5 separate regions of the Mus musculus genome follow, and all the other regions are linked to region 1. The links are chromatin contacts, called in public Hi-C maps. All regions are on one chromosome and are shown on one strand. The core of a region is the stretch at or near the end of the contact, and the rest is flanking DNA. Distances in the headings are between cores, read along the strand shown.

Evidence for each region. Hi-C and Micro-C count contacts between places; a contact is called where the count stands out from the background.
Region 2: a Hi-C map of bone marrow-derived macrophages shows a contact between it and region 1, with 26 read pairs. The contact joins two enhancer-like sites. A contact is called at or near these places in 1 of 484 Hi-C or Micro-C datasets (bone marrow-derived macrophages) and 11 of 115 datasets of contacts at active chromatin or transcription factors (DN3 thymocytes, T-cell acute lymphoblastic leukemia, acute myeloid leukemia and 8 more).
Region 3: a contact with region 1 is called in a Hi-C map of bone marrow-derived macrophages, with 26 read pairs. The contact joins two enhancer-like sites. A contact is called at or near these places in 1 of 15 datasets of contacts at CTCF or cohesin (embryonic stem cells), 2 of 484 Hi-C or Micro-C datasets (bone marrow-derived macrophages and nephron progenitors), 2 of 115 datasets of contacts at active chromatin or transcription factors (cardiomyocytes and stem cell-derived neural progenitor cells) and 1 of 9 other capture datasets (embryonic stem cells).
Region 4: a Hi-C map of bone marrow-derived macrophages shows a contact between it and region 1, with 17 read pairs. The contact joins two enhancer-like sites. A contact is called at or near these places in 4 of 484 Hi-C or Micro-C datasets (the HL-1 cell line, bone marrow-derived macrophages, nephron progenitors and 1 more) and 2 of 115 datasets of contacts at active chromatin or transcription factors (embryonic stem cells and large pre-B cells).
Region 5: a contact with region 1 is called in a Hi-C map of bone marrow-derived macrophages, with 17 read pairs. The contact joins two enhancer-like sites. A contact is called at or near these places in 2 of 15 datasets of contacts at CTCF or cohesin (both in embryonic stem cells), 2 of 484 Hi-C or Micro-C datasets (bone marrow-derived macrophages and reprogramming fibroblasts) and 10 of 115 datasets of contacts at active chromatin or transcription factors (the NIH/3T3 cell line, cardiomyocytes, embryonic basal ganglia and 3 more).

The regions. Positions count from the first base shown.
Region 1 is chr2:166,083,474-166,086,734 of GRCm38.p6, forward strand. Sulf2 (sulfatase 2) reads right to left here. Exons shown (of 21, transcript NM_028072.5): 8 at 2,210-2,338; 9 at 913-969; 10 at 383-512. Among named protein-coding and RNA genes, the nearest start is that of Gm52534, 35 kb to the right of the region's middle. Within about 2 kb of position 1,693, at least 21 of the 459 cell types and tissues checked have an H3K27ac peak or open chromatin away from gene starts, as enhancers often do. A contact at or near this core is called in bone marrow-derived macrophages, where this site is marked.
Region 2 is chr2:166,535,383-166,538,643 of GRCm38.p6, forward strand. No RefSeq gene overlaps it. Among named protein-coding and RNA genes, the nearest start is that of Gm29679, 28 kb to the right of the region's middle. Within about 2 kb of position 1,734, at least 21 of the 459 cell types and tissues checked have an H3K27ac peak or open chromatin away from gene starts, as enhancers often do. A contact at or near this core is called in bone marrow-derived macrophages, where this site is marked.
Region 3 is chr2:166,502,923-166,506,183 of GRCm38.p6, forward strand. It overlaps the pseudogene Gm14267. Among named protein-coding and RNA genes, the nearest start is that of Gm30908, 33 kb to the left of the region's middle. Within about 2 kb of position 1,734, at least 5 of the 459 cell types and tissues checked have an H3K27ac peak or open chromatin away from gene starts, as enhancers often do. A contact at or near this core is called in bone marrow-derived macrophages, where this site is marked.
Region 4 is chr2:166,481,724-166,484,984 of GRCm38.p6, forward strand. No RefSeq gene overlaps it. Among named protein-coding and RNA genes, the nearest start is that of Gm30908, 12 kb to the left of the region's middle. Within about 2 kb of position 1,443, at least 56 of the 459 cell types and tissues checked have an H3K27ac peak or open chromatin away from gene starts, as enhancers often do. A contact at or near this core is called in bone marrow-derived macrophages, where this site is marked.
Region 5 is chr2:166,418,800-166,422,060 of GRCm38.p6, forward strand. No RefSeq gene overlaps it. Among named protein-coding and RNA genes, the nearest start is that of Gm30796, 16 kb to the left of the region's middle. Within about 2 kb of position 1,707, at least 32 of the 459 cell types and tissues checked have an H3K27ac peak or open chromatin away from gene starts, as enhancers often do. A contact at or near this core is called in bone marrow-derived macrophages, where this site is marked.

The DNA.
Region 1 (3,261 bases), core at 443-2,942:
AACTATCCCTCCCCAATCTCTATAGCTCACCTTGGAAAGGCCTCCTCCAGACGCCGGCTCTTTCTCTCCCTGGATACTACCAGGGTTATATGTTTACTTAGCGTCTCTTTTGCAATCAATGTCCTTTTAAAAAAAAAATCTTGAAAGCTATTTCCTAATCCCCCTATAAACGGAAGCCAGCCGCAGAGAGTTATACCACACAAGTCAGCTGGGAGGCAATGAATGCTGTTTGCCACCTGAGCCTGCCTGCTGGTGTTTTCCCACATGAGGAGTGCAAGGTCACACACCCAGAGGACACTGCTACCCTGACAGGGACCAGAGCCTCCCATGTAACCATGGCAACCACACCCCAGAGGACCCAGAAGATCCGCCATCTCCTCACCTGCCCCAGCTGTTCGCATGCTGTCTGGTACTCAGCTCGCTGACACAGGTCCTTCACGCGCTGGTACTTGGGCAGGAAGTTCTCCTCCTGGGCATTCACTTTGTCACCCTCCCTCTTGTGGAGCAGTTTGCTGAGGGAGATGCGGGGCTGGTTGAACTGGGTGGAGCCCTGGGGCAACTTGTGCTTGCCTAGGCTGCCGGCCCTGCATAGCTCTGTGGAGACCTACTGTGGAGGATGGGTGGCTGGTGGCTTGAGAGCACCTGGGTTTTAATGGGAAGTCTACAGGAGCTGTCTATCCCAGATGGCCTGAGTTAGGATTAAATGAACAGTGATGACATCGTACAGGCTCTGCCAAGTATGTTGAATGGGGACATGTGGCCTCCAGATTCGAATTCTGCATGAGCCACCCAATTGTGACAGGGAATTTGGACACAGCTCTGAGTCACCCAGTCACTAGCACAGCACTATTCAGCCTCCCACAGTCTTGTGACCACTCCTCATGGGGGTCTTCCTGCCCGGCCGGCACTCACCCTCTCTCCACCAGGAAGGAGTCTCGCCAGACCCTCAGCTTCTTTTTCAAGTGGAACCTAGAAAACAAGCAGGTCCAGCATCCTGTCTGCCGGGTTCCCGTGTCCCCAGCCCTGTCCACAGGTTCTCCATACCCTGGGCCAAGTGGCAGTCATTGAGTGACACTGGAAAGGTTTCCACACCCCAGGGACAGGGCTGCTTCTCCAAGATGTGTTCTGAATGCCTCTTTGTGGTTGAAATGGGTACAGTTACATGGGCATTTGCACGTGTGTGTGTGTGTTTGTGTGTGAGTTTTGGAGTCTCTCAGGAGCCCAGTTCTGGGCTAATGAGTGCCTGCAGGGGGTCATTTCTCCTGATCTATGAGATAACCAAGAAGTCAGACTCTTCGTCACAATGGCTATGACTTTTGTGGCCCTATTGATGGGTGGTGGGACTGACCGGGAGTGTGTTCCAGGTGTCCTGGGTGGCTGAAGGAAGCAGCAATGAAATGGGGGAAAAAAAAAAACAAAAAAAAAAAAACAGAAAGGAAGGTGGAAAGGAAGGTGGCTAGAGATGAGGAACCAGAAAGGCAGGAGCGACCCCTTGTGGTCCCCGATTCTCAAGTGTCCTGTGCCCCTACACTCTGCATGTGTCCATTTTAGACCCTTCCAGCCCCCTTCGTTGGAAGATGTACCGACCTTACAGGGCCACCAGCCACCTGTAGATCTCAGGGCTGGGCCCCCTGGGAGGAAAGTCTAGGAGAGGCTCACAGAAAGATCTGTTATCCAGGGGGCAGTTTCACTGTTGACCACAAGGGGTCGCTCCTGCCTTTCTGGTTCCTCATCTCTAGCCACCTTCCTTTCCACCTTCCTTGTTTTGTTTTCCCCATTTCATTGCTGCTTCCTTCAGCCACCCAGGACACCTGGAACACACTCCCGGTCAGTCCCACCACCCATCAATAGGGCCACAAAAGTCATAGCCATTGTGACGAAGAGTCTGACTTCTTGGTTATCCTCTATCTCTCTAGGATTCAGAGAACACAACTTTCCTTTACTGGGTTACTATGAGGGCCAACGTGCTGGAGTGCCCGGGGCACAGCACAGTGCTACTGTTAACTTTGGGCTTTTCATCCTTTTAGCTTTGGAAGGTCCTTAGCTCCAAATGGGAGGATAGAATCCCAGAGAGGGCTGGTCCTTCAATCTCTCATGGGTTAGTGGGGGGCACCTAGATCCTGATTCCAGTGGCCTTCCCAGTTCCCCGTGGTTGAGTTCCCCCTGGCTAGGGAGCCTCCTTCCCTGGGTCTCTCTTGCTCCTTCTCACCGGTTCACTGGCCGCTCTGAGTCCAGTAGTTTGAGAATAGACTTCCCGTCCATGTCTGCAGGGATGTCCAGTCCAGCGATATCCAGTATGGTGGGGGCCAGGTCAATGTTGAGGACAATGTGGGGGTTCCTGGGGAACAGAGAGGGAGTGGAAACTTGGCCACCTGGGTGGCAGCTTAGCTTGGGACAGAGGCATCTGGAGGTGAAGAGGGAGGGACATCTGCAAATGAGAGAGCTTCCATCCTGACACTCTGACCCGTAGGGAGGCCAGTTCCAGCCGGACCGTCCGGTGCTGCACTGTCAAGGTTACATGCCCTAATACTATCCTCCTCTGCCTCTAGGGTTCATGCCCGCCCTCTTGTTGGTTCTTGCTGGCTGGGCACGCACAGTCTGGCCTCTGAGCACCTGTTATACTCGACCCAGAATGATTTTCCTCGAGGCAGCCGTGTGTCGCTTTTAGCTCTTAACAAGGAGTCTGGTGACAAGCCCCATAGGCTTGGGGACCCCACTCCTGGGATCACATTAGGGTGATCCACTCAGTAGCCACCCATGTGAGAGGGGCCCGGCAAAGACTATGAGGGATGGGTTGGCGCTCCAGCTGTTCTGTGGACAGATGTTCAGCGGTCTCACTGGCGGTATCCTCCTGCCTCTCTCCCTTGCTGGCGTGGAAGATGGGCTGTGCAAGTCCCAGTCCTCCCTCTGGATATACCTGACTGGACTTTGACCCCCCCTCCCCCAGCCCCCCAGCTGCTACAGAGATGAGGCGGCCGCGATTGCCAGCCTTTCATTCAACTCTGCCTCCTCTAAGCGGTTCTGTTTCCGGTTGCCACTTCAAAGGTTAGGCCAAGGAGAACGGCTAAGGCCATGGCCCACACGGTCCTTGAGGAAAGAGCAGACGGCAGACAGCTTACTCGGTGTTGCCACCAGGAGCAGGCCCAGTGGACAATGGCTCTCTGCTTAAGTCTGAGATCTCTTCCTCAACAGCCACCAGACCAGTGACTGCCCAGACGGGGTGGGAATCAAAGAACCTTCCCATGAGCTGGCAACACCCAG
Region 2 (3,261 bases), core at 484-2,983, 450 kb after region 1:
TGGGGGCCTCAAGATTAGCTATGTTTTGTTGAAATAAATCCGTACCAGTACACTGGCCCAGGAGGCAACACAAAACACAATTAACTTTCTTCTAACTTAACAGGGGTTTATGTAGCTGTTTTCATAATCTTAATATCTCAAGACATATAAACAATTTTTTCCCCTAATGTAATTGTGTCCCACCAACAAGACAGCTTGGGTTTAAACGAAGGCTCCGGCAGCATTGGCTGCAAGGCTGTGCTGTACAGAGGATCCTGGAATCCTGCTGTCTCGCCTGTGGATAACCACCCCCACACAGGCGCCTCCCACCACACCCCCCCCACTACACGCCCAAGGGTGGCTGCAGCAACTGAAGCTAGCCGTGAGAGATACCTGCGCCCCAACTTGGCAACCCTGGGCTTCAAGCGTCCTGACTCCTCACAGACCGCCCTCATTATTTTCCTTGCCTTTAATGCGTCTCCTTCCCACAGCAATTTGATAGAAACACATTCAAAGCTTGACTTTTACAGCCTCATAAAATCGCATCTGCCTCAAGCTCAGCCAGAAAGTGGTCAGGCCAAAACCACTCAGATGAGAAAACTCGGAGAAAAGCTATCAGCGAGCCTCTCTCGGTGCACAGCTACTGAGAAGAGTACGGAAGAAAGAGAGCAGCTTGTGTGTGTCAAAAGAAAGGTTCCTGTGAGCAAACATGCACCGTGGGGGGGTAGGAGGGGCTTGGGACAGCCTGAGGAGCGCGAGAGGCTCATTGTCCAGCCACAGACAGTCACAGTGCGAAAAGCATGTCACAGAGCATGCAGGACCTGAGAAGAGAAAGGCTGTCTAGATGGTGTCATCAGAAGCAGCAGGGGCTGGAGATGAAATGGTCCTAGAGACTGCTGAGCATCAACACCGCCACCAGACCCAAGGAAAGTGACTTCCTAAGCTGAGCACAGCTGAGCTCTGAGGACTCTCATGTCTCCATCAGACACTGAGACTCCAAATGGGGCCACCAGTCCCCAGGTGCCTGGTGCTCTGGTTTCATTTCTGTTCCTGTGATTAAAACACTCTCTCTCTCTCTCTCTCTCTCTCTCTCTCTCTCTCTCTCTCTGTCTCTCTCCCTAATAAAGAGCAAATTAAGGGAGAGAGAGGCTTATTTCAACTTAAAATTCCAGGCTACAGGCCACCATTGTGGGAAAGCCAAGTAAAGAACTTCCAACTGGTCACATCACAGTCCCAATCGAGAGGAGAGAGAATGAATGCGTACATGCTAGCTTGCTTGAGCTCAGCTCGAATTCTCCATTCATCTGCAGTTCAGGACCCATGCCTAGGGAATGGCACCACCCACTGTAGGCTCGGTCTTCACACATTAATTAGCTTAATTAAAATATTCTTCCATAGGCCAACCCAATATAGACAATACCCCCCGCTGAGACTTTCTCCAGGGTATTCAAGTTGTATTGACAAGCTGACAATTAGAGTTAACCATCTTATCTGAGAGCATGATGCCCAAGGGGCTTGCTGGGATTATGGGAAAACATAGCCAAAAGGCATTCTGCAGACTCCCAGGTCCCTCAAGGGTGATATGCAGGCCTTCATACATACACACATGCACACTCACACACACGTGCACACACTCGCGCACACATACAATCACACAAGTGCACTGGTGCTCTCAGGCTAGATCTGCCCCTCCTCCCCAGGGAACCATTGGAACAAATGTTGCTGTCACCACATTTGGCCTTCCAACAGCAGGAAGCAAGAGGAAGCCACATGACCAAGTGACAGCAGCCCAACCCTTCTTCCCTTGTGAACACAACTGGCTGTAGCCCCATGAGATGGAGTGTGTTTTGTTCATGGGGACAGAAGAATGGTCTAGAATCTTGTTTGCAGGGTTCAGTTTGGGGAAGCAGGGCTTCATACAGTTAAGGCCTGAAGGAGTATACCATATGGTAACAGATTCATTTTCAAATCCTTTTTTCTCCTTAAACATACATAAACCAAAGCTTCCTGGAATTAGAAAAGAAAAAATGAATTTCAGATCAACAAAAAAAAAAAAAAATGTAAATATGTACCAAATATTGCTTGGGACAGAGTTATACTAGAATAAATCAATTTGTTATTTATCTGAAATTCAAATTTAACTGAGGATCTTGAATTTAAATTTATCTATCAACTCTATACACACATGCACATGCAAACACAGACATGTGCACATACATGCACATACATACACATTCCTGCCCACTAGCACATACACACATGCACACATGCACAGACACGCACAGACAGACACATACACTTGCACACACACACCCATACACACACACTTATACACACACACTTGTGCCTACACACATTTTTCTCTGGATGAAATCTTATCTAGGAGAAAGAAAAGGGCAGAAAAAGCCCCCAACCTTTTGGCCCCGGGGCCCCTCCATCGACTCTGGAGGTGAAATTAGAAACCATCACTGGTGTCGTGGAGTGAGGGTCTCTATCCCTTTGTGTGAGACACAGTCATGGTTGCTCTAGCCTAGCCCTACACCTGTTCCAAATCCACCACGCAGCCCGTGACCTTGGACACCTCTCTTTTGCTGTTGGTTGGTTCTCTCCCACAGTTCAGCACATGTTTGAGTCTGGGGTTTGGCTTTCTGTCTGTCAGGATAGCCACCCTCCCCTCCCCGCCTTTCCATCTGTCCTCCACGTTTTCTCCATGGTGTGCCCTCGATGGTGTGCTCCCATGGGCTGCTCTAGAGCTCAGTCTCCTGGGTGACAGGGCACAGGCGACATGGGCTTTCCACAGACAACACCTGTTATTCTCCCCTGAAATCATTCACCTTGCAGACTGGTGAAGGTGATCTTTCAGGAGTCCAGCTCCCTCCCCCTGGAGCTGTGGGGATAAATAAACTAAATCAAAGCCTTTCGGTGACAGTAGAAAGACGGGGAACACAGAGAGAGCTCCTGGCAATCTGGCAGCACCAAGGAGGAGAGAGCCAATCACCAGAGCTGTCCTGGCATGGAATTTAGTGCTGTGAGGGATGGACAAGGTTGGGGGGGGCATGCTGGATATCTGCAAGTGAGGAGTCCTCCTACCCTCCCCTGGCCAGCCTTGTATTTCCTCCCTGGTGGGGGATGTGGGAATGAGGTTGATACTTGAACAAATTTTGTTTCTTTTGTTTTCTCACAGTAACTTAAGGCTTCAGCAATGCTAACAACACATTCGTTTCTAAACGCACCCGCTGAGTGATGTGTTCACTATAAAAAATCTGAGTGGGTGGGCAGCCC
Region 3 (3,261 bases), core at 484-2,983, 420 kb after region 1:
TGTTCCTCACACCAAAGGGCATCAGGACAAAGTCAGGGAGGAAGGCACGTGTGGAAAAACTGCTAATTAAGGTCGAAGTCCACCATTCAACTGCTAGCTTTGGGGGCTTGGCACATAATGGGGGACTCCTTTCATTAACAGGTTTTCTCCTTCTCTGACTTTGTCCCTCCCACTCGCCTCTCCTTGAGGAATATCATGTAGCCTCAATTAGTTTATAGGACCCATTTCCATTCTCCTGACAAAACCTGTTCAGGCCACACCTGAGAGTTCTGAAATACTTCCCCATGCTCACGAGGCAGTCTAAACACCCTCAGACCCCAGCCAATCACCCTTGCCCATCCTGGGTGTTCCTACCCTCAGTCCCCCAACTTGATAAGCCTTCAGTCACCCTAAGTCATGCTGACCTGCCTCCTGACAAGCTGTCCCGGTGTGGTCATTCGCCGTAAGTACATACAGGGTTTCCAAAGCATCCCGACACTCCATGAGAACAGGGAACCCTACAGACACATTTGTGAGAAAGTCAGCAGTGCTGATATTTCACTAGAAATCGTACCACAGGCTGAAGGCAGCCAGGCCTTACTGCCAAGGACCCTGCGTTCTATAGAGAAAACAGGCTTAATTTACCTGTTTTTAAATATTAAATTTGTAGCTCAATGACTTAACCTCTTAAAACATCATTTTTATTTAATGGGTATGGGTGATTTGCCTGCCTATATGTCTGTGCACCTCCAGAGAGCCTGCTACCTGAGGGAGCCCGAAGAGGATGTTGGATCACCTGGAAATGGGGTTACAGACAGTTGTGAGTAGTTATGTAAGTGCTGGAGACCAAAACCCGGTTCTTGGAAGAGCAGCCTTTGCTTTTAACCTCTGAGCTGTGATGGCTTGCCTCTTTATCCCAGAGAGAGAACACATGTTTTGTGTAACACGCATGACCAGCCACATTTCATCTAAAGCTCACACGCTCATTAAACCTTCCCTCCGATTCGGTGCTTGGCTGCTAACACTCCAATTGTCTGAAACTGGCCACTGAGGAAAAGACTCAACAAGAGTGGAGAGTGAAGAGAGGGGTGCCCTCCACTCTCCTGCTACAAATACAGCTTGTGCTGCAAATCCATTCCTCACTGTGAACAACAGAGGAAATAAAAACTTCTAAGCACAGTGTAAGCGGCTCTGCTGAGAGGCCAGTATACAATACTGATCCTGTAAAAGTGTGAACATGAGTCTGAAATAGGAACCGTTTGTTGTTATAATTTGTGGACTCGAAGCAGCCACACATGCCAATACACCTCAATCTAGCTGCCTTCTACGCCCCCTTTCTCACCCCGCCCCCCCCCCCCAGGGAACAGGACAGGACAAGGACGGTGGAGTCTAAAACTCTCAGAGATCATGCCTGGCCTCTGGATTGCAAGCAGCCTCCAGCCCTGAGGGGTCCTGCCATATCAGCTGCTGCAGCTGCTGCTAGAAGTGAGCCTCGCCGACCATCACCACCACCAGCAGCAGCAGCATCTGCCTATGACATGGGGTCACCACCTGCATCTCTGCCATCAAAGCAACAGGGAGACTAGAGGGCCCATTAGACTGAAGATCAGATACTATCTAGGATCTGGGGTAGGGGTCTAGGAAAATAAGTCATGTTAGTTCAAGGAATGCAGAAGAATCCAGAGCCTGCCACTTGGCCCAGTTTGGTCACCCCAGCACTGGGACTCTTGTGTGACCTCTGGTGCCTCCCCTCTGTATGGACACCAGCCTGACATCTCCTTGCAAGGCAAAAAGCCAGGCTGATGTAATTCCTCCTGCTAATTCATACAGATCAGCTACTTGCTCCCCCCCACCCTGTGTGTGTATCTGTGTGTCTGTGTGTGTCTGTGTGTGTGTTAGTATGCATGCTTATATGCTTATGAGTGTAAGTGTGTAAATGTTGTGTGCATGGCTGTGTGTGTCTGTGTGTGTACACTGTTATGTGCACGTATGTGACTGTGTTAGTGTCAGTGTATGTGTGAGAATATGTGAATGTGTCTGTGTGTATATTTGCATGTGTGCTCACCATATCCCCCTCTCCCCCCCAGACACACACAGCATGAATTAACATGAGAGATCAGGTTAGCTCAGGGCTTTTAAGCTGACAAGCAGGTATCAGACTAGTTGTCATGGAAAAGTGTGGGACCACTCGGGACACCCATATAGGAACTAGGAGGCTCTGTAAGGAGGCCCAAGAGTAACAGGCATTTCAATGGTAGCTGATATGCCTGCCCCTGAGTGTGAGAGAGAGAGAGAGAGAGAGAGAGAGAGAGAGAGAGAGAGAGAGAGAAGAGAGAGGATTCTTTTAGGGGTGGGAAAGTTCTCCCACAGTGGAAGGGCCCAAGGGACCAGACCAATATGGAGGTGGATGGCAGGTTAGGGGGTGAAGGCACATCGGGAGGGCAATGGGGAGACAAGAGAGAATGCTACCCTCTTCCTGTAGCTGCAGGAGGCTGAGCAAGGCATGAGGCTGCATGAGGCAGGGCTGGGGCCAGGGCCTGAATTACACACCCGTCACTGGCGTTTATGAAGAATGTCGCCCAGCCTCCATCAGGCCTTTTAAAATAGCCGCATCCTGCCTACAGCATGGCCTCATCAAAATGCATCTGAAACCAGTTACTTTAAGGGAAACTTGATGATCTCGTTCTGCAGATGAAAAAAAAAATCAATGTTACTCGCCATAAATAGAAGCCTCTAAAACAAAGAAACCACAGAAGTCACTTCAGCAGCATGAGCCGCTGACCACCCAGGCTGAAGCCATGCCCGCTAAGCCTTGTGAAGGGCAGGAAACCTAAGATGGGGGAAGTCAAGCCAGCCTGAAACAGTCTCTCTGCCCAGAGTTCAAGAGACAGAGACTTGTGAGGATCCATGCGGCTTCCTCCTGGCTCAGGAGCACCTCAAATCATCTCACACGGAGCACCTCAAATCATCTCACACGGAGCATCTCAAATCAATTCACATGGAGCACCTCAAATCATCTCACATGGAGCACCTCAAATCATCTCACATGGAGCACCTCACATCATCTCACATGGAGCACCTCACATCATCTCACATGGAGCACCTCACATCATCTCACACTGCTTAGAAGCGCCCCAGCTGCTCTCTCTTCAGTGCTCTCCAGAACACATTTTCCCTTTGCTGTTCAAGGCGCAGAGGTCTCAGCACTGGGCAGCGTATGCTTCGTGTTCTTTGTTGCTTCAGAAGCAGGAGAGGCGGCGTACATGAGTGTTTTCTCCACAC
Region 4 (3,261 bases), core at 193-2,692, 400 kb after region 1:
AGGGGTGGAAGATATAATTCAGAAGTCAAGTGGAATCAGGGAAGACTGGAGTTTTCAAGCAAGGACAGACAAAAGAACTCAGGTCCTGTGGGTAAAGGAGACACAGAGGCCAAGTCTACAACCATAAGCTGTGTCCCACGCCCCTTTGCCCCTTCTACCCATACCTAAAGCTGCAGTTCTGAGACACTGGGGAACAGGCCCTGCCTGTGGCCCCACCCTCCCGGAATGTCGACCCTAAACCGCCCCCACAGAGTCACTAACAGAGTCACACTCCCAAAGGTAGGAAGAGTACAGACGGGGGAACAGACTCATGTTGAAGGACACAATGTGGAACTCAGACCATCACTTCCCTTCCTACTGACCAGAACGCAGCCTTGTGAACACTTCAAGCCATGGCGCATGTGAGAACATCTTTACACTGAGAAATAGGAGGTTGTATTAATATAACAGCAGACAAGGGACACCAAGGGGCATCTAGAAAGTTCTACCCAGAAACGTTTAGCAGGATAAGCATTACTGGGCTACCCAGGCCTTGCCAAGTGCAAGAGGACGTTTTAAAAAGTCATCTCTTGGAGGGCCCAGTGTTCCAGGACTGACCCCAGAGTGTTCAGTAGAAGCCTGCCCTTTAAGGCCAGCATCACTCCCGTTTCACAGATAGAGGGGTGCCTGCCTCTCCCAGTGCCAGCAGACAGCCATGCCAAGGCTTCCTGCTCAGACCCTCTACTGGTTCTGATGTGGAGCCTCCCTTTCTTCGACTATTTGGTTGTTTTCTTCTCCACGTATAAGAAGAAAAGTGAAAAGACACCGATGATGCATAATTTGAACCCTGGGGTCTGTGCCTACTGTCTTCAGTCTCCATGTGGCTTCAGAATACCTTATTTAGTGGATCTTCTTCTGGAAAGGGCTATGTCTGTGGCTTACAAGAACTAAAGGCGTCCTATCTGATCAATTCCTTATTTGCTGTGGTGTGTGTGTGTGTGTGTGTGTGTGTGTGTGTGTGTGTGTGTGTGTGTTGCTTGCCTGTCTGCCTGCCTGCCTGCCTGTCTGTCTGTCTGTCTGTCTGTCTGTCCTGCCTCCATGTCCCATTTCCTGGGCTACCTTGACTTTGCATCCTCCCTGTGATGTCAGAGGAGCCATGAATCACAGTGACAGCTCTCCCAGTATCCAAGAGACCTCTCCTGGCTGCTAAGTCACCGTCCCCCATCCCCCACCGTCCCCTGTGAGAACCAGTCAGTGTGTTGAGCATCAGCTGAGGCTTCCAGATTCCATGGGGAATGACCCCCATTGTGTGTGCTGAGGACCAGGCAGCCTCTGGCTAACTTCTTGCTTCTCGGTGTCCTGGGAACCGGTGCTGTTTGCTCCTGTCTGGAGCCTCTGTGGCTGAGCCGAGCACAGGCTGCCCTGGCCAGTGTTTCCATAGCTGCCTCCAGGCTCCAGACCCCAGGCTGCTGCAGACTGTGAAGGAGGCCTCTCCTCTGCCCTCTGTGCTCTGTGCCATCTGCATGACTAAGCTTCCTGCCTTGCTCCTTCGAGTTGATGTCTCTCTATCTCCTATGGAGGGACAAATTATTTGCTCACTGACAGTGGCCTAAATTTGGCAGCAGCCTCAGCAGCATCTGTAACAAACCGGAGCCAGGTTGCCACACTTGATGGGGACAATTCCAGGCATGTCTCGACAGCCCGAGGATGTAAGGATAAAAATTACACCAGCCTCCAGCCGTGGCCGTAAGAGGAGTCTTGGCAGAGGAGGACGTGCAACTAAGAAGAAAAGTAAGGCGCTCTTGCCATGAAAACCTGGCTTGATTTAGCAAGCGCTCAAAAGCTCCTTCAAATGAGGTCACAGGCTCCCTGGGGAAAGAGCTACATCTAAGGAAGAGCAGCTCTCCCCCCTAACAGTCCTGAAGCTACATTGTAGATACAATTTCAAAATTCATTTCCACTGTAGTCCAAACTTAAAATGAAAGTCACAGATAGTATAATCTATATAGTTTTTTAAGATTTGCTTTATTATTTTATGTGCGTGTGTCTGCCAGTAGGGGGCATCAGATCTTTTGGTGATGCAGTTACAGACCTCTGTGAACCACCCAACACTGGCACTGGGAACCAGATTCCAGCCCCCACCCCTGATAGAGCAGCTAAGCGTACTGAAACTCTGAGTCATCGCTCTGGTCCCACACATGATCCTTTTGGTTCTGTTTTTTAAATTTGATGTCCAGGCTATAACATAAGAAGAAATATAAGGGAAAATAGAATAGTCGAGGTAATTTCAATGTGACAATGTCTCTCTTCCCACATGCAAATGCCCAGGCACAAGTGCCCATGAAGAACAGGTCAGCTTCCTGACCAAGACCAGTGACTAGTGTGTTGAGTTGGTCTCTCAAATGCCAAGTGTCATGGCTGCTGTTAGCATTCCTTCTAAGCTCCGCCCAACAATTACCTAGCAACAGCCAGTAGGCCTGGCTTCCTATAAAAGGGACAGATGGGCCTCTCTGACTCTGAACCCTGATTCCCTTTGCCCTCCTTAACACCTTTCTCTCCCCGACCCTCACATGTTCTTGGCCTGGCCAGCCTCTTCTCCTCTTCTCTCTCTCTCTCTCTCTCTCTCTCTCTCTCTCTCTCTCTCTCTCTCTCTCTCTCTCCATCCCCTCAACTCTCCTTCCCATGCCTCCAAATGAACTCTATTCTGTACTAGACCTATCATATGGCTGGTACCTAGGAATGGAGGGGAGGGATGCCTCAGCATAGGCTGGCTGAGGTACCCCCTCCCACCTCACCATACTGTGCTCCATAAAACATATCCTTTTTATAAAAGCACATCAGCTGCTGAGATCACCTTAGCAAGGTTTGGAGGAAATCCAGGTGAAATGTTGCTTGCCAGTGTCCATGAGAATTCCTGGGGAGCAGCCATGTTTGCAGAGACTGTGGCTGTTTAGCACTGTGGTGACTTGGAGAGGTTGGAACCAGGCAGGTTCCAGAGCCGATTACCTGACCTTGGGCTAGATCTAGCCATCTGTGACAGCCATTCCTTGCCCATCTCTGTGTGTGGACTAACAACTTGTGGCTAGTAGATAAAAAACTTGGGATCTACTAACTTAGCAGACTACTGGATTCCACGAATCCAAACGCTAGCAATGTCATCAGACACATCTGAGACCTCTAGGACAGCTCCCCCCATCTCTCTGCAGCCATCTGTCTGATGTACCCACCCGTGCACTCTAGCCTTGATTTATGACTTTCTCTTTTCTGTAAAACCATAAAAAC
Region 5 (3,261 bases), core at 457-2,956, 340 kb after region 1:
TTGTGTTTTCTGGTCCCTTTTTGTGCTTTGAATGTGTGTGTATGTTCACATGTGTAGTACACTCATGTGTTTGTCTGTTCACCTGTGTAGTACATGTGTGTGTTTGTACATTCTTGTGTGTAGAACACATATGTTTGTGCATTTACACATTAGCACACGTGTGTGTTTGCATGTTCACGTGTATAGTACCCTTGTGTGTCTGTGTGTTTACACATGTAGTACACATGTGTTTGCATGTTAACATGTGTAGCACACATGCCTTTAGAGGCCAGATGTCTTCCTCATTCACTCTCCACATTATTTCCTGAAGTGGAGTCTCTCACTGAACCCAGAGCACCCCGATTCATCTAGTCTAGTGAATCAACTTGCCCCAGAGACCCCTCATCGCAGATCCTGATGGCTTCTAAGTAGAATTCAGTGACTCACAGGTCAGTGTGTGGAAAGGGTGGGGTGGAGCACAGCAACACCCCCCCCCAATCTCCTCTCTGCTTCAGTGTCTGTCCAGCTCTTGCCGCCCCCAGGAGACATTTCCATCCTTCTTGGGGAATTTTCCTCCTGCTCAAAATTAGACATGCTCTGATTGCCAGCAGATTCACTGACGGGAGCCTCGGGTCCTAGAGAATGTAAGGCCACGTCTGTCACTCCATGGGGAACTGTCCTACTCAGTACCAATGAGCTATGACCCCTAGAAACTCAATTAAAGCACAGGGCACTTAAAGAGTGATATTTGAATTAGATCCGATTTTGCCCCCCGGGGGTCCAGGTTGGAGACACGAATGAGCTACTGGGTTTTGTAATGATCTCAGATGTTCAGTTCACAGAATAAAACAAATTCCCACGTGGGGTCCAAGTGCTGTCACTCACTATCGGGAATGTCATGAGATTGTTTGGCCCTGTCGCGTGCTCAGAAAACAGCTGACATTTAACAAAGGTGAGTTAGTTGTCAGAGAGAGCAATAATGAACAATATTGAAGTAGGTCACTTTCATTCTCCCAGCTAGTTGTGTGCCCTGCTTTAGAGCGAAATTCCTTCCCAGTGTTCGTCCACGGCTTCCTTCCAAGTAAAACTCATTAGAGAGATTTCTTTGGGGGATTTTTTTTTTCTTTTCCTTTCTCTGCTTCTTTTCTTGACTCTGGTTAAATAAATTATTGATTTGTTTTCAAGATAATTTAAGGGGTGATACAGTTGTGATTTAATAACTGTGGCCAAAATGCATTCAAAGGAAACACACTTAAGGGGTTCAATTAGGGAATCTGATTTTGTTTTTGTTTTTTTTTAAATAATCAAACCAACCAAGCAATGAGCCACCATCATGGGGACTCCTGGGTGGGCTGGATGGGCACAGAGCATCGTGTGAGCTTTAATACTGCAGGACAAATGAACTAAAGGAAAACAGACATCAGAGGCTGGGGAGGTCCTGGCAGACAAGTGTCATCCCAGGGGAATTATGGGCCTGCAGGGACCATGGACATCAGGCCCAGGTCACAGTTGTTCATAAGTTTAGACATCCAACTTCAAAGACACCAAATCAAAAGAACTGGGCACACCCAGTTTTGAAGACCAAAGCTTCCTTGTTCAGATGCTATGGCCTCTTGTCTGTCCCAGAACAGCTGCTTAGATTGGCTTCACCACGGGGCCTGTGCTCTGGAACCACGGCAACCACCCCAGGTCCCTTTGCAAAGAGCAGCTTCCTCATCCTGAGCCGGTCATATCCCCAGCCTCGTGGGGCCTGAGAGGAACAAGTCTGAGTCACACGCTCACCCCTGGAAACTGTGGAAACCAGTCAATGCCTGGCTCCCGGAGGCAGCTCCCAGCACTGAAGTGTCTAAGGAGCACTAAGAAGATTCCGAGACAACGCTTGTGAGAAAGCACATCATTGGGGGGGGGGGGGAGTGTCATCTGTTTGCTGACCCCACAGGCAGCAGGACCAGCCAGGCTCCTCATCCTCCTGCATCTGCTTGTCCTTTCCCACATGCTGGGCTGTAGCCCTTCAACCTCTAAGCCCAAATGAACCTTAATGACGTTGACACCTGACAAGAAGGTATTGAGTGGACTAATGAAATCAAGACAATCTCACACACACACACACACACACACGCCACAAGCCATCATAACCTAGACAATCCTTCACGGAGACATCTCCCAGTTGACTCTAGTTTGTATAAAGTGGGCAATTAAAACTAAGCATCCATCGGACCTCAAAGAAGGGGATCGGGAGTGATTGAGGATAGAGTGAGCTCCTGATGTCCTTGGGCCTCCACACAATGTGCACAGATGTGTGTGCATACATGTGCATACACTTCATGCACGCACATAACAGACATGCTTGGTGGTTTGAATGTTTGCCCATTAGGAGGTGTGGCCTTATTGGAAGAGGTATGGCCTGTTGGAGCAAGTGTGTCACTTCATAGGTGGGCCTCGAGGCCACCTATGCTCAGGCTCCACCCAGTATAGAAGAGAACCTCCTCCTGGCTACCTACAAAAGAGCACCTCCTCCTGGTTGCTTTCAGATAAAGATGTAGAACTCTCCACTCCTTCAGCACCATGAGCACCTGCACGCTGCTATGCTGCCTGCCATGATGATAATAGACTGAACATCTGACAGTGAGAGCCAGCCCCAATGAAATGTTTGCCTTTATAAGAGTTGCCTTGGTCATGGTGTCTTTTCACATCAGTGAAGCCCTAACTAAGACACATGCTCGAAGAGTCACCGTTTAGGGTTGACTGTGTGCCAGTCTAAGCTCTTTGTACTTTAAATACCATTTACGTCTCTACAATCTGAAATTAGCATTCTGTTCGGTGACTTTCTCAGGATCGTCTAGCTGGGATGTGGAGTCAGGTACATGGTGGCACTGGCCTTTCTAAAGATGAGGGTGACCTTAACCGAGGCTATCCCCTGCAAAGGGGAGGTCACTAAACCCTGCAGCCACGCATCCTGCCTGACCATCCTAGATAATGCATTCTGGGTGGTGGAAGATTTGCCATCCCAGGCGCATTCGTAGAATGCTTGTCCTAGGTTCATTCCCCAGCAGTAAGTACATTTTTTTAAAAAAAGGTAGGAATCCTTTCTAAAAGGTTACATGGTGTCTGCTGCCTTACTCTCTTAATGACTCTGAAATATTCTAAAGTAGTACATTTTGCTATCTCTTCTAAAGTGTAACTACATTTCCTAGATATTCATGTCAGAGAACAGTCTTTCATGGCCCAGGGCTTCCTGTAGCCTTTAGAGCCAGGCCTGCCTTAAACACTTCATGTTGAACT